Linked DNA regions of Mus musculus: region 2 is linked to region 1. The links are chromatin contacts, called in public promoter capture Hi-C maps. All regions are on one chromosome and are shown on one strand. The core of a region is the stretch at or near the end of the contact, and the rest is flanking DNA. Distances in the headings are between cores, read along the strand shown. Region 1 overlaps Tns3 (tensin 3). Region 2 overlaps Tns3 (tensin 3).

Region 1 (3,020 bases), core at 317-2,816:
CTCAGAGCCAAGGGAAGCTGCATGGTTCTCGGTGAGAATTTATAGCCTGGCTGCTGTGCTCAGAACACAGAAAGGGTCCCCAGAAACTCCATACCATAGGTTCCACCTAGGCTGGTGGTAAACATGAGCTCGGTGCCAATGCAGACAGATGGAGACACTTCGCATCTCACCTAAGACTAGGAAAACATTTCCATCCGAGGCGGCCAACTTTGAATCTACTGACAGACATATGGGATTCATGGAAAATGATGGTTTTATATGGATTCCATTAGAAGAACAGGAAGCTTTTGAAAAAGCATTTGACTTAAAATATCTCTGGCTCTTAGAAGGGACAACACATAAAACTTACAACCAGGAAGTTTTACAACACATAAAACTTACAAGCATGGGGCAGACCCTAACCTGCCGGGGCTTGTCATGGGGCTTATGCAAGGGCTTTCTCTCGAGAGTACGATCTGCCCCGTGATGTGAGCTGTAGCGCACAGCCTTGTATCTGTAAGGATCAACAGATGCTGCAAGAGACCACATTCTTCCTCCCTAGCCACTCACAGCCCTAAGATTCTCCTACCCGACATGTGGGGGAGGCAACCCCAGTCCTATCCCAGGAGGGAAGGACAGCTAAGGTACCAGTCACCCCGGCTGCAGAAGCTCTGCCGGAATCTGAGCACATCAGTCCAGTCAATGCCTGTTTTGTTTCAGTGTTCATGGATTTGCTTAGAAATGCTACCTTTGCAGGCTCCAAGCATAGAAGAGATGAGGGAGCCTCATTAAAAATCCCAGCATCTGCTCCACAGGCTGCCTGCCTCTTTAGTGGAAACAACTGCCCTCTGGGGAAGCTGCTCGGGGAACACTCTCCTGAGGGCTATGGGTTGGGCTGTGACAGAGAGAAAGGGGCAGGCCCACGATCATCAGTTTGGGCAGAAGAGTGCACAGAAAGCGGCACACATTCAAACCAGGCTTTTGTTCATCCCTAAGGAGCTCCACAAAGTTAGAAAGCGTGCCTCCCCTGAAAGACGGTCCCTAAGAGACTTGAGAAACGCCACTAAGTGATAAGGGAACTCAGAACAGAAAACTGTCTGGCTATCTTTCCATGCCCCAGTTCACCTAGGTGTCCTGGCCATTGGCACTGGGTCTGTCTGTCTCCTCCTCCCTACTCCCACCACTACCCTCCCCCACATCCCAGATCAGGTTTCAGCAACTGGATGTGCCCAAAGGAACCAGAGCTCAGAGACACCAGGGACACAGAAATAGCTCCTGGAGAAGCCACGAGGCCAGCTGTTGGCTTACCTGGGCACCTGGGGTCCGGTCAGTCCATGGAAGGGCCTAGAATCTGTGAGCCTTGTTAAAGGCACTCTGCAGGGTCTGTCCCCAGCAGCCCCGGGTGCTGAGTCCGGCCCAATGGCGTCCCCCACCCACCCTGGGAGGGCTCAGTGTTCTGCCAGTCCCCGGGGGAGTCAGGGCGAGAGGCGGGGCTGCCACCTCCAAAGAGGCCCATTCAGAGGGCAGCGGGAGAGTAGGTCGCAGGAAAGAATCCCGGGATTGTTGGGCGGCCGCGGGCTGCTGCGGGCCGCCTGCCCAGTCAGTGCCTCCAGACTTGGCCCCGCCTGCTCTCTGCTGCAGTTCGCTTCCTTTCCATTCTGCTTCCCTTCTTCCTCCTCCCCCTTCAAGTTCGGAAAAACTTCCCGGCCAAAACCCACCACAACTTAAAACCACGCCGCCGAGACCAGGGACACCCAGCGGAGACAAGGGGCAGGACAAACAGCCACGCCCCACACCTGCCCTTCGCGGCAACCTGAGGACGCAGGAGGAAAAAGCCAGTGGGGTTTGACTCTGTGACGCTGAGCCACAGATTCCTTTCCTGGTAGAAGGGGATCGCCTCGCCCCAACAAAGCCTTCACCACAGCCCTACACAAGGCAGCCAGGAGACTTCAGCTGCGGAAACCCACTCCTCAGTATCTGCTCAACTGCAGATTTTCCTCCTGGCTGCAGTGGGAACCAACAGAAACTGATCAGGAACCAGCCTGTTTCATTGGGCTTTCTACTAACAGGTTCTGGGAAGCATCTACATCTAGATCCCCTTCTTCCTCCTATTTCCTTCATGTGTTTCCCCCATATGGAAGGGCCCCCCAAAACATCAATTGAACCTCTCGACAGCCTTCAAAATTGCTTACAAACACCAGTACCTATTTTAGTCTGAGACATTTTCTTGTGCATCAAGTAGCATACAGAGTCTATTACCTGAGCACTAAAACACAGCCTGTCCAGCAGCACTCCACGTTTTACCATGAACTGAAGGCAACAGAGTCTCACTCACTCTGCAAATGTGAGCTTCTAGAAACTTCTAGAACATTCTCCCTGAACGTCTCAAAGAGAAGTTTCTCATGTTCCCCAAGGGTTGCTTCCTGGCCAGCATGTGCCAGTGTTGATTTTACTTCATTATCGCAGGCCTCTGCACAGAGGTAAGTTTCCGGCACAGCTTGCTGACCATCTTGCTGAATCTAAGCCTGCCCAACCCCGCAGGTCCCAAGAGCAACTTGATAAGGAGAGGCCCTCATTCCAGGCCCATTCAGGCCACGTGTCTAGGGCCCAGCCAGGAAGACCCCTGAGAAGACACTTCCTCCCAGTTGTTTATATGCCTGAAAACAGCTATCCCTGCTATCGGAAATGCCTGGCCCCAACCCAACAGGATCAGCGGCGGGCTCAGTGAGGTGGGTGTACCAGCCTTTCCAGTCCACGACTTCCATCAGAAAAAGGTCTAACTCCTCTGTGGGTCCCGTCTACCCACAGGCCAGAGGACTGGGGGTTGTGACCGTGTCAAAGCCATGACCCAAGCAGCTCTGAGCAGGCCTCCTCACAGACTTGCTCATCACCCCCGCCCCTCCTCCCGCTCATCTGCGGCAGTGTTAGGGATTGAGATGGCTTGGAGGGTTCCTTCCTTTAGGAAGAAAGTCATTCTCTGAAACCCCACTGTTTCCCCTAGGGATCAGGGTCAGAACCTGGACAAGAGACAGCCACTGTGA
Region 2 (2,915 bases), core at 291-2,790, 100 kb after region 1:
AGGACACTGAGAAACAAAGTAGGTACTGAGCTGGCTAGCTTTCACAGTACTAGACTGGAAGATACAATGTAGGCCTGGGCAGGCGGGGAGGGGGGGCGATGAGGATGGGGGGGGATCATCAGACTTACCCACTTGTGAACCCTGTGAGCTACAATAATGACCCTGGTGAGGCAAGATCTGTTGCCCATGGGTGCAACAATAACAAGAATGTTGCTTTTGCTTTCCAGTTAGAGTTAAGGCTTGCACTGCAGGCTGAAAGACAGTACCAGTATTAAGTTTGTAAATCTAACCAAGAACCTACAGCTGGGAGCTCACGGGCCCTAGAGGATAACTTAGTATTTTTCTACTAAAACAGACATAATTAATCAACTGCCTCTAAATTCAGATATCTGTACTCATAGATCAGTCCGCTCTCAGGCCACATCGGAGGGATCTCTGTGTAGTGGACACTGGTTAGCACAGAAACTCACAATGCGTCCAAGTACAGAGAGTGGATGTCAGTGGAGTTGTCAAACACAACTGGGACATCTATACCACTCAAGGCTAGGAAACCACTGCAGAAGGGCGAGGGAATGGAATGATTCTAAAAGCCAGGGAGCTGGGGAGGTTGGAGTGAAAAACATCTTCTGGATATAAGAGTAGAGAGCAGTCCATGAGCTCCACCTCCAACTGAGGGGCTCCTGAGAGATGACGGCATCTGGGTAAGGCAGAGAGCCATGGTTTTTAAGGGTATAGCCCCTGGTAAGTTGATAATGGTGCAGTGAATGGCCCCACACATAGGAGCATACATGCGCATGTATGTGCATGTATATGTATATGTGTATATATGTGTTATATAGATAGATATAGATACATATATGTGTGTGTGTGTGTGTGTGTGTGTGTGTGTGTATCAAATTTGACCTCAGGTTATTTTAAAAAATAACAGCATGAATTTGAAGGGGATAGGGAGTTGGTTTTGGTCTGGGAGGGGTTAGGGAAGGAATAAAGTAAAAATGATCACAATAAATTATATGCAATTCTCAAATAATTAGTAAGGATGTTTTCTAAAGGTTTGGGGGGGGGGGAGAATCCAAAACAAATAAATATTTGATCACGCCCGAAGTCACAGTTCTGTCAACAGTCACACGTGGCCATTGTCTTCAATGGCCCCACATTAACATGCATGGCGGGCCGTGGAAGAAAGGAAATCCCATTGGCCATCTTGTCTGGCTTACTGCAGGGCAAACTAGCCTCCAGACTTGGCAGCATTCGAATCACTCAAACCCCTGCTTCCACGAGCCCCTCAGAAAGAAGCTGGCTATGCCACCCTGGGGACTTAGGTCATTATTTAAGAGAAATCAGCTCAGGAACTGGTCCCCAGGGAGCCAGAAGAAGGAAAGGGGGTGGGGGCTAAAGACAAGAGCTGTCACCCTGCCAGCCTCTTCCCTTCTCTACCAGCCCCAAAACTGCAAACACAGTGAGAGGACAGGATGGTAAGAACCGAGCAATCACCTCAAGTGTAACCAGGGCTGCAACCCAGTGTGGGCATTTAATCATTAGCTAGGGCTTTGTGCTCCCTTTGTGCATAAGCTGACGCCACCAAAGGTCAACATGTCCTGGCCTTGCCTCACAATACCTCCACCTGCAGAGGGAGAACAAAAGCTCAAACAAGAACCAACCTGGCTTTCAAAGACTGGATGACAAAGGCAGCCAGGGGAGGCTGGCATTGTTGGGTGCATCTGTAGGGGGATTTTCCATTTCCCAGTAGGACTTGTGCTGAGATGTGTAGCTCCCGGCTACAGTTGACAGTGCTCAGCTTCCAGGAACCTCCTCTCTGGGACTGCCTTTCCCAGAAACCCAGAAGCCTAAACGCCTCACAGTTGGACACAGTCAAAAGATGGATGTTATTTTAGGTGTGGGAGGGGATGGTGAAATCAAAGAAAAAGAAGGATCAAAGTCTGGATTGTGGTTGGATGGGAGGAGCCACAGACTTCTCAAAGATCTGTGCCTCCAGGGTCACCGCATCTCAGATGTTTTGGAAGAGAACTGAAACAAGACACTGATGAACAAAGATCTGGGCTGACGTCAGACATCCCAGGGAAGCAACCGTGAACACTGGCCCAGCCCTGGCTGGCCTACCAGCATCCTGGCATCCCAGGGAAGCATCCATGAACACTGACTGGCCCAGCCCTGGCTGGCCTACCAGCATCCTGCTCACAGAATCGCTGCTGGCTACATAAGGAACTCCTGGGAGTCTGGCTTTGCTGTCCTGGCTTTCCCTGGAGAAAGGGGTGTCACGGTCCTGTCCAATGCCGCAGACAGGTCATAGACAAAGGTTGCTTCTTAGTTTCCATGGGTGACCTATCAGTTCTCTTCCTGGCATGGGCCTCACACAGAGCATCTCTGAATCCATGCTATTCCTACATACTATTCCTAGGAAGACTATTTCACTGCTCTGCAGCCAGAGTGGCCTCTTCTCCCATCACTCCATAGTTCTCTGGAGAACAATTAAGTAATATGACAATGGTCCCAGAGTATTGGTTTCCTGAGGCTACTGAAACAAGAACCCTGCACTGCATACCTCCAAACCACGGGAGTTTATTTCTTCCCACATATGGGGCTAGAAATGAAAGACTGGGGAGTCAGCAGGGCCAAATGCAAGACTGGGCCTGTCTCTTGCATCTTCACATGACCACTGCAGCCCCGGGGATCCGGGGATCTCTGCCTCTGTCATCATCACAAGGCCTTTTCCCTGCATATCTCTATGTGTGCATGTGGGCCCATCCTCACCCTGCATGTTCACACTCCTAGACTTACAGGTCTGAGATAGGTGTGACTGTTAAGGAAACATCATTTTGAGTTGTTCCTACAACCCTCTAACTTCCCAGTAAGTGCCAAGGTATTGATGGAGAGATACAGTCCTCACACTGACT

The links. Capture Hi-C pulls out chosen DNA fragments and counts their contacts.
Region 2: a contact with region 1 is called in a promoter capture Hi-C map of liver. The contact joins two enhancer-like sites. A contact is called at or near these places in 1 of 115 datasets of contacts at active chromatin or transcription factors (embryonic stem cells) and 2 of 9 other capture datasets (liver and pancreatic islet).

The regions. Positions count from the first base shown.
Region 1 is chr11:8,467,140-8,470,159 of GRCm38.p6, forward strand. All of the region lies in intron 20 of Tns3 (tensin 3), which reads right to left. Among named protein-coding and RNA genes, the nearest start is that of Tns3, 200 kb to the right of the region's middle. Within about 2 kb of position 1,567, at least 263 of the 459 cell types and tissues checked have an H3K27ac peak or open chromatin away from gene starts, as enhancers often do. A contact at or near this core is called in embryonic stem cells, liver and pancreatic islet, where this site is marked.
Region 2 is chr11:8,567,846-8,570,760 of GRCm38.p6, forward strand. All of the region lies in intron 4 of Tns3 (tensin 3), which reads right to left. Among named protein-coding and RNA genes, the nearest start is that of Tns3, 95 kb to the right of the region's middle. Within about 2 kb of position 1,541, at least 73 of the 459 cell types and tissues checked have an H3K27ac peak or open chromatin away from gene starts, as enhancers often do. A contact at or near this core is called in embryonic stem cells, liver and pancreatic islet, where this site is marked.